Linked DNA regions of Gossypium hirsutum: region 1 is linked to region 2. The links are chromatin contacts, called in public Hi-C maps. All regions are on one chromosome and are shown on one strand. The core of a region is the stretch at or near the end of the contact, and the rest is flanking DNA. Distances in the headings are between cores, read along the strand shown.

Region 1 (4,203 bases), core at 725-3,224, 120 kb before region 2:
AATTTAGTAAAAGAATTTTAATGGTATTAACAACTGAATTTATATTTTTTAAATTCAAAAAATCGAACAACTAAATTTTTGAAATAAAAGTAGAAGGTCTATATTTTAAATGCATAATGAGTAAAAAAAACTTGAAAGTATATTTTAATCTTAATTTTTTTTTCAAAATTAACTAAGCTCAAGCTAATTAAATAAAAATATATTTAAAATGATTTATTAATCTATACGTATTTGGAAAAAGATAACCGCATCAGATTCAAATTGGTGTGTGCCACTAGAGATGGTAGCTAAAACAATGAACGTACACTAATTTAAAATTTGATCTAAACGTAGGGTATAGTTAATTATATTATAAAAATGGAAATAAACACTATGTTCACATTGTAATTTTTTAACATTTGACATTAAATTAAGATGACACATGTTCATACCTTTCTTTACAATTTAATCTCTCTTCTTGAAATCAATTTACTTACTTTTTTTTTTAAATTATGATGTTAGTCCTTTTTAAATTTTAATGGTTACATTTAATTTCGAAATTACCGCTTATTAATAATGATGAATTTAAATAAAATTTTTAAAATATTTATTAAATTGAATTCTATCCAATTATATTTCGAATAAATAATGTAAATGAAATTTTTTAGTTTTTTTAATAAAAAAGATTTAAAAATTTTAGTTTATAGTTCTTTTAAGGTTGGTTTAAACATTTTTAAATGAATATAATTAATGTGGGATAAAATATTGTACATAATACGTATATTCTTTTATTTTTTTCATATTATTTTTTTTTGATAAAAAACGACTCAAGAGTCAATATCATTTTATTGCTTCACGAATAATAACATTGTGAATTTTCATATTGATTTTTATATCAATTAATTAAATTATTTAAAATTTACAGATAATTTTTAACATGAATATATACATATTTAGTATATATTACTATTAATTTATACGGAATTACATTAAAAATCTTGAAATAAATATACACTTAAAATTTTATTTTGTTAATTTATAGTATCATATATAAAAATATCTTTACCATCATTATAATATCATAAATGATGAATAAAGAAACATTCGATTTTAATTTTTATTTGTTAAAACTTACCAATCTTAAAAATTAATTTAAATTAATAAATAAATATATTTTAAAAGATATATACAACAAGTCCGATGCACATCAAATAAAAAATTAGTAAGGTATAGTACTAGGGTCTGGCTAAGTGAGAAATAAATATCTATGTTTACATTATAATTTTTAAACATGCAACACTTTTCATTTCAAGCACTTATTTCTATATTGGGGAAATCACTCTTTATTAATAATATTTATAAAATAAAATTTATTTATTTTTCAAATATAATAAGAGTTAATTACATTCATTGAAGAAAAATAAATATAAAAATCAAATATTAATAATTATAACATTAAAACAAATAAATTTAACAATATTTAACACATAACCTCTAAAAATATATTAATAATATGAGTGAGCATTTGATACACTAACGGTATATTTTTTTTATTCTACAAGCGACCTCAAAATTTTTTCTTCTTTTCAAATGTTTTATTATACGCTTATATAATACTTTTCAACTCCTAATTTTACTTCCAAATAATTTCTCTAATAACATTATTTAAACTATTATTAAGTAGTATTAATAATGACGGATTTTAGTATTATTTTAATTTTAAATAGAATTTAAATATTTTTAAATCCATTATTTTCTTCTATTTTTAAATAATTTTTAAACAAAAATTAATATGTATCGTAAATGTAAGGTTTTATATATTTTTAATTGAAAATTCTCATATACCGACAAAATTGTATATTAAATTAACATAAATTAAAAAAAACAAAATTCTGACAACAAATATGTAACGTTAACCTTTCAAACAAGTCCTTACCAACTCTATTGGTATATTGAACCAGAAAAAACACTTCTATTGCTGTAATGTTGACAAATCATTGGGGCCCACTATTTAGTCACCTCTTTCACTCTTTGCTCGCCACGTCATCTCTCTTACACTTGCATCCTACGTGACATCTTCTCTTTATATTACGCGTTTCTCTAGTTTTCTTCGAACTCTCAAAAAGAAAAAGAAAACACGATGACGATAAGAGTGGCAGGGGGAGAAGGAGAAGAATCGAAGTCTCCGGACACTGAACTTTCCGGCGACTTTTCCAGGAAGTTGAGGGTTTTGTTGACGGAATCCAACGACGAAAGCGAGTTTTCCAACGAGGGTTCGGTCGAAAAAGAGAAACTGGAGGAGATAATGCAAGAGTTATACAAAGAGATAACAGTGACAAGCTCTTCTTACAACACTTCGCCCACAGTAACTTCTTCGTCTCTTTCGTCCTTTGGCGAGAGCTGCGGGGCTTCGTTGTCTGACTCGTCGTCCAGTGTGATGGCTGGCATTGAGTTGGTGGCACCCACGGAGGAGTTATTGGTTATTGGGATGGGGTTTAACGATAACAAAAGTGTAATAGGAGATGAAGTAAAGGAAATGGACGGCTGTGATGATGATCAATGGCTGGCACGAGCTCTAGGCTGGGTGTCAATGGAAATTGAGGAGTCCCATCAGTGGAATTTGGCGTACAGTGAGAGCCCTTGGACTGTAGGGATGTGGTGTCCTTGGGAAGGGTGACATTAATTTAACCCTTTTTATTAGATTGTCACATGAGATACAACTCATACAAGTAGTTTATCTTTAGGGTTTAGATATTTAAATCTGTCCTTACTTTTCATGTATCTCCTTTAAATTATATAAGGGTTGGTTAGAGATGAGTATGGAGCGGGTGAGGTGGGAATTGTTCCCTTCACTTTTTATGTCATGCTTGCATAGCTGTTTAAAACACATATTGGTTATATCCATAACAACTTCAATTTTTTCTACATTACTTCACCCTTCTTTTACTAATGCTATTTTGATTTAATATTGTTAAAACATAATATAAAAATAAAATATATTCATAATCTTTTGAGTTATAATTTTGTTTAATCTCTTTGAGAATGCTCCCAAGTTCTTGTAAGACCAAGATGAACTATAGAGCGACGAAGCTTGTCCGCTGGTTAATCCCAAAGAAAAGCAAGTGAATAAATCTAATAAAGGTAAATGAGAAAAGAGAGCCCTTTTGAGGGGAAATAGAGGTGTACATGGCTAGGCTACTCGGCCCTGCCCGAAGGCCCCGCTTAAAAAATGAGAGGGTTCGGATAAAAATATAAGCCCGAAATATAATTTTGGGTAAAAAATGAGGCCCATTTAGAAAACGGGCTGGGCTTCGGGTAAAATTTTTTTATCTAGGCCCGACCCGGTCCGAATTATATACTAAATATATATTTTTTTATTTTTTATTTTTAATTATATTTACATTTTATTTTCAATTTTAATATAATCACTTTTTATTATATTTTTAATTTGTGTATTGTTTTAAGAATTGTTTTAGTCTTATTTTTTATTTGTTTCTTGTTTTAATATTTTTTTTTATGTTTTTAAATGTGTTTGATTTATTATATTTTAAAATTTTTTATTTAATGAAATAAGTTAAAAAAATTTAATATGGACCGGACAGGACTCAGACTTAATAATTTTATTTCGAATCGATCTTGAATAAATTTTTAGGTCCATACTTCAGGCAGGGCTTGGCCCGAGTCTAAAATTTTATATAGGCCTGACCATGCATACCTCGAAATTAACGTCGATAAGATAAAGGTGGACTGGTATGCAACCACCTCCATTTACATTGCCGAATTTGTAGAGTTTTTGGTGCCCGAGGTCCATGGTGGTCCCTTAGGTTAAGGACCATGACCCAGTTTCCACTACCCCTTCGGTTCAGTGGTTTAGGGTTTCTACCGCTCCACTTACCCCTTGTAATCATTATGGTGCTCTAATGCGGACGACCGTATGTAACTTCAGGATACCAAAGGGCTTCTAGGCCCTGTTTGAGCTGTTTCTCCCTTTTTATCTTTTTATTTGGATTGTGTTGGTCTTGGGCTATGCCTTGAACTGGGTTCGTATGTGTCGTGGCTTAACTATGCCTTGCACTGGGCTTTAATGTAACTGTTTCCTATGTTCAGGAGACATTCGGATAAAGGGATTCATGTTACATCTTTAACGTAACTCCCTCTCCTGTTTCTACTTGGGACATATGCCTAGTTGTCTACGGCCTCGAGCCTTTTCTGGAAATTGAGACC
Region 2 (4,173 bases), core at 1,186-3,685:
AACTATAACGTACATATTCACTAGGAAGGTGATTAGTACTACATGCGTAGGGCGCTCAGGATAGATTTGTCTATGTTGTAGGAGGGTGAAAGCGGAGTAGAGTTTATTCCTTTTTTATTCAATTGACCTAATATTTGCTTCACAAGAAAGGTATTTTCATGTAAGCAATTGTTGAATGACACATTTGTACTATTTATTCCTATTTTAGCTTCCTTTTCCAGTGTGCTTTTAGTCTTTTCTTCTGTAAACTTGTTTCTGTTCTTGAACATGATATAAGGCTGGTGCTTCTTAGGTGATAACTTCGAGTACCAGGGAAGAAACTTAATTCCGAGTGCTTTCCACTGTTGATATGGTTATATAGAGTGACACTCGTAGGAAGGTTGGAAAATGGCTTTTGTTTCAAAGGAAGAAAAAATTGAGGATTACCTTTTCAAGATTGTACTTGTTAGTGATTCAGCTGTTGGGATATTGAATTTACTTGCAAGATTTGCTAGGAATGAGTTCTACCCAAATTCAAAGTCAACCATAGGAGTAGAGTTTCAAACTCAGAAGTTAGATATAAATGGGAACGAAGTTAAGGCACAGATGTGGATAATGCTTACAAGAACCAAGTGGATATACCTTAAATATGTTCGTATCTGAGTTAGGTTCATCAAGCAGGATTGAGAGGTGAAAAGATCGATGTTGTTGTTAAGGTAAGTCCCCTTGAAAATAATTTTAAAACCTCACATGTCTATGTGATTTTGACCTTTCAAGTTTATGGCAGGTGCAACATCCGGGAATCCAAGATCTTATGATGACCGACATTTGTAACTTGCAAGCATTTGCACTATACATTCAGAAGAATGATGTCAAATTTGATCTGTTTTCCGTTACCAAGTAAATGGAAAAGAAGGTATTTGTATTCACACTGATGTTATTTGCAAAACACATCTATCCTTCTTTTATGTATTTTTCAAATTTATGTAAATTGAGAGTATCGTTCCACTTGGATTTGGATTTCTTTTTTCTTCTGCATGTCGTTAATTATTTATCCTTTGTGTTGTCAAGATTGGATATGAGTTTGACTTTCTAAGAGAAGCCAATGCTATGGAGAGAATTTGCTATTTCTTATACGAGAATAACATAAATAACTTTGAGTTTTTAATTAACATAAAATGAGGAATGGCTTTTGAGACAAAGGGATTGCGGATCTCAGCTCCTTCTGTATTTATATCGAGTTTTCTTCATGTTTTTGAATAACATAAAGAACTATGAGTTTTTGAATAACCTAAAATTAAGGACTATGGTTTTTGAATAACAAAGGACTATGAGTTTTTATTTTTTATTTCACATATGAAAAGAACTAATGTTACTAAAATTTAGTAATTTTTATGTAAAATTTGAAGGTTTTTATTTCACCAAAAGATTGCTATAAATAATTAATTTATTAAAGAGTATACCTTATAATTCATTGTTGTTATCATGTTATTATAAATGATCAAATAAAATATATAAAATATGTTTTCTATTAAAATTGATTATTAAAATAAAATATCGTTAGAGTCATTTTTATATTGGCGATTGTGACCTAAGAGAACAGGTGAGAGGCTAGATTAAAGCAAATATATTAGACATTGAAATATTTTTAATAATAATTTTATATTAAAATTATTATTAAATATTATTAATAATTATATTAAGAATGTTATTAAATTATATATTATTTTATTAAATTGTATTTAATAATAATTATGTTAAAATATGATTAAATTATTTTTTTTATTTTTACTAAAATATATTGAACAATAATCTTATTAAAATTTAATAATAATGATCATCTATCTACAAAAATTCTGCTAAGGGTACTTTGGTCATTTAAGTTTTTTTCCTTATACTATTACAATATTTATTTTATTCAACCAACACAAGAATTCTATTACAGCTCTATTCACTTCCATTAAATCAAATAATTGAATTACTGATTACAGTTCTATTTCATTACAACTCTACTCAATTACAGCCCTAGTCCATTATAGTGAATCAAACGTACCGCAAGAGTAGAAATTGAACCGACTAAAACCGGATGTATGGCAAAGAGGGTTGGTATCAGTTAAGTTGGATGACACGTACAGTACTACTTCCGAGGATGATTTTTGAGATTGAAATTTTGTTGGTCAAATTCCAAGCAAAGATTCATTTGATAAAACCTTTTTAACACATACTAATCATATTTTTGTGCGTATATGTATAAATAAAGAATACAGATATACGCCTCTTATCTCAAATTTTAAATACAATCTTATTGATTAGTGCATGTTATTCTTAAAATAGTGACAATCCATAATAAAACTGGCATAAAAATATTAAATATTCATTCAATAATTATGTAATAGACGAATTTTAATAGAATTCAATTAGTATTTTTAAATTTGAAAGAGTAAATTTTTAATTATAGTAAAGATAGATGGCAGTGAGAGGTTGAGGGTGAGGGATAATCAAGATAATGAGATTGTGAAACAGATATTGCCAACACACAAGCTTCAATCTTCATCCAAAGAACCAGAAAGGGAGAAAAGAATAAGATTGAAATTTTATTTTCCTGAGATTTGTTTGATTAAAGAGATGATGCCATGAATTGTGATCCATTGAATTTCAATCCTTTTTCTTGCAATTACTTCCATTCATTTTCTTTTGGAGATTTGTGATTTCTTTTTTATGTTAGTTTTGGAATCTGACATGTTATGTCCTCAAAAAAATCTGTCTTTTTTCTCCATAGTTGCAGCGTCACCCATCATCCACCAAAATTCTTTAATTTTCCCATAAAAATAATATTTCTTTTCATGATTTTCAATTACATTTGATTATTTAAGCACAACCATATATAAATATAGACAAAAGTATACACACAGTTCTATCACCAACCCACTTTCCCTTCTCTCACTCATGAAATAAAAATTAAACCTTTTAGCCTTTTTGTTTCATTGCCTCACCAACCCAAAGTTTCTTTTTCTTTTTCTTCTCCATTGCATTTTCATTACCAAAACCTTAAGAAAAAAAAAAAAAGCAACTTCTTTGATGGAGAGGGCAAGGAGGTTGGCTAGCAGGGCAATCCTTAGACGCTTGGTTAATGAAACCAAGCAATCAAGCAATGGGCAAATGAGCTGTAGATCACCTGTTTTATACACTCCTTCAAGGTATGTATCTTCACTGTCGCCTTTTGGTTCCAAGTGTTATAGCAGATCAGATTTGTTAGGAGGTAGAAATGTACCAAACAGTTTTGGGTCACAACAACTTCGATCCATCTCTGTTGAGGCATTAAAATCGAGTGATACTTTTCCCCGCCGCCATAACTCTGCAACCCCTGAGGAGCAGACCAAAATGGCTGAATCTTGTGGGTTTGATAGTCTTTATTCCCTTATTGATGCAACTGTGCCTAAAGCTATACGTATTGATTCCATGAAGTTTTCAAAGTTCGATGAAGGGTTAACTGAGAGCCAAATGATTGAACACATGAAAATGTTGGAATCTAAGAACAAGATTTTCAAGTCATTCATTGGGATGGGTTATTATAACACTCATGTTCCCCCTGTGATTTTGAGGAACATAATGGAGAATCCAGCTTGGTACACTCAATACACACCTTACCAAGCTGAGATATCTCAAGGCAGGCTTGAGTCTTTGCTTAACTTCCAAACCATGATTACTGATCTCACTGGTTTGCCTATGTCAAATGCTTCATTGCTTGATGAGGGAACTGCTGCTGCTGAGGCTATGGCCATGTGTAACAATATTCTGAAAGGGAAAAAGAAGACTTTCATCATTGCTAATAATTGTCACCCTCAGACAATTGATATTTGTAAGACTAGAGCTGATGGTTTTGATCTTAAAGTGGTTACTGCAGATCTTAAGGATATTGATTACAGCTCTGGTGATGTTTGTGGGGTTTTGGTTCAGTATCCAGGGACCGAGGGCGAGGTTTTGGACTACGGGGAGTTTATTAAGAATGCTCATGCTCATGGTGTTAAGGTTGTCATGGCAACTGATTTGTTGGCATTGACAGTGTTGAAGCCCCCAGGTGAACTTGGGGCAGACATTGTTGTTGGCTCGGCACAAAGGTTCGGGGTGCCGATGGGGTACGGTGGCCCTCATGCTGCGTTTTTGGCTACATCTCAAGAGTATAAGAGAATGATG

Evidence for each region. A called contact is a pair of places that touch in the nucleus more often than the background predicts.
Region 1: a Hi-C map of leaf shows a contact between it and region 2, with 1.9 times the contacts expected there. The contact joins the enhancer-like site here to the promoter of LOC107962876 in region 2. A contact is called at or near these places in 6 of 34 Hi-C or Micro-C datasets (callus, hypocotyl and leaf).

The regions. Positions count from the first base shown.
Region 1 is chrA06:31,571,617-31,575,819 of Gossypium_hirsutum_v2.1, reverse strand. No RefSeq gene overlaps it. Among protein-coding and RNA genes, the nearest start is that of LOC107963580, 47 kb to the left of the region's middle. Within about 2 kb of position 1,974, at least 6 of the 9 cell types and tissues checked have an H3K27ac peak or open chromatin away from gene starts, as enhancers often do. A contact at or near this core is called in leaf, where this site is marked.
Region 2 is chrA06:31,450,945-31,455,117 of Gossypium_hirsutum_v2.1, reverse strand. It overlaps LOC107962876 (glycine dehydrogenase (decarboxylating), mitochondrial), which reads left to right and starts at 2,435. Exons shown (of 15, transcript XM_016899431.2): 1 at 2,435-4,173. The coding sequence starts at 3,058. It overlaps LOC107962877 (a long non-coding RNA gene), which reads left to right. Exons shown (of 6, transcript XR_001701806.2): 4 at 1-150; 5 at 293-695; 6 at 767-991.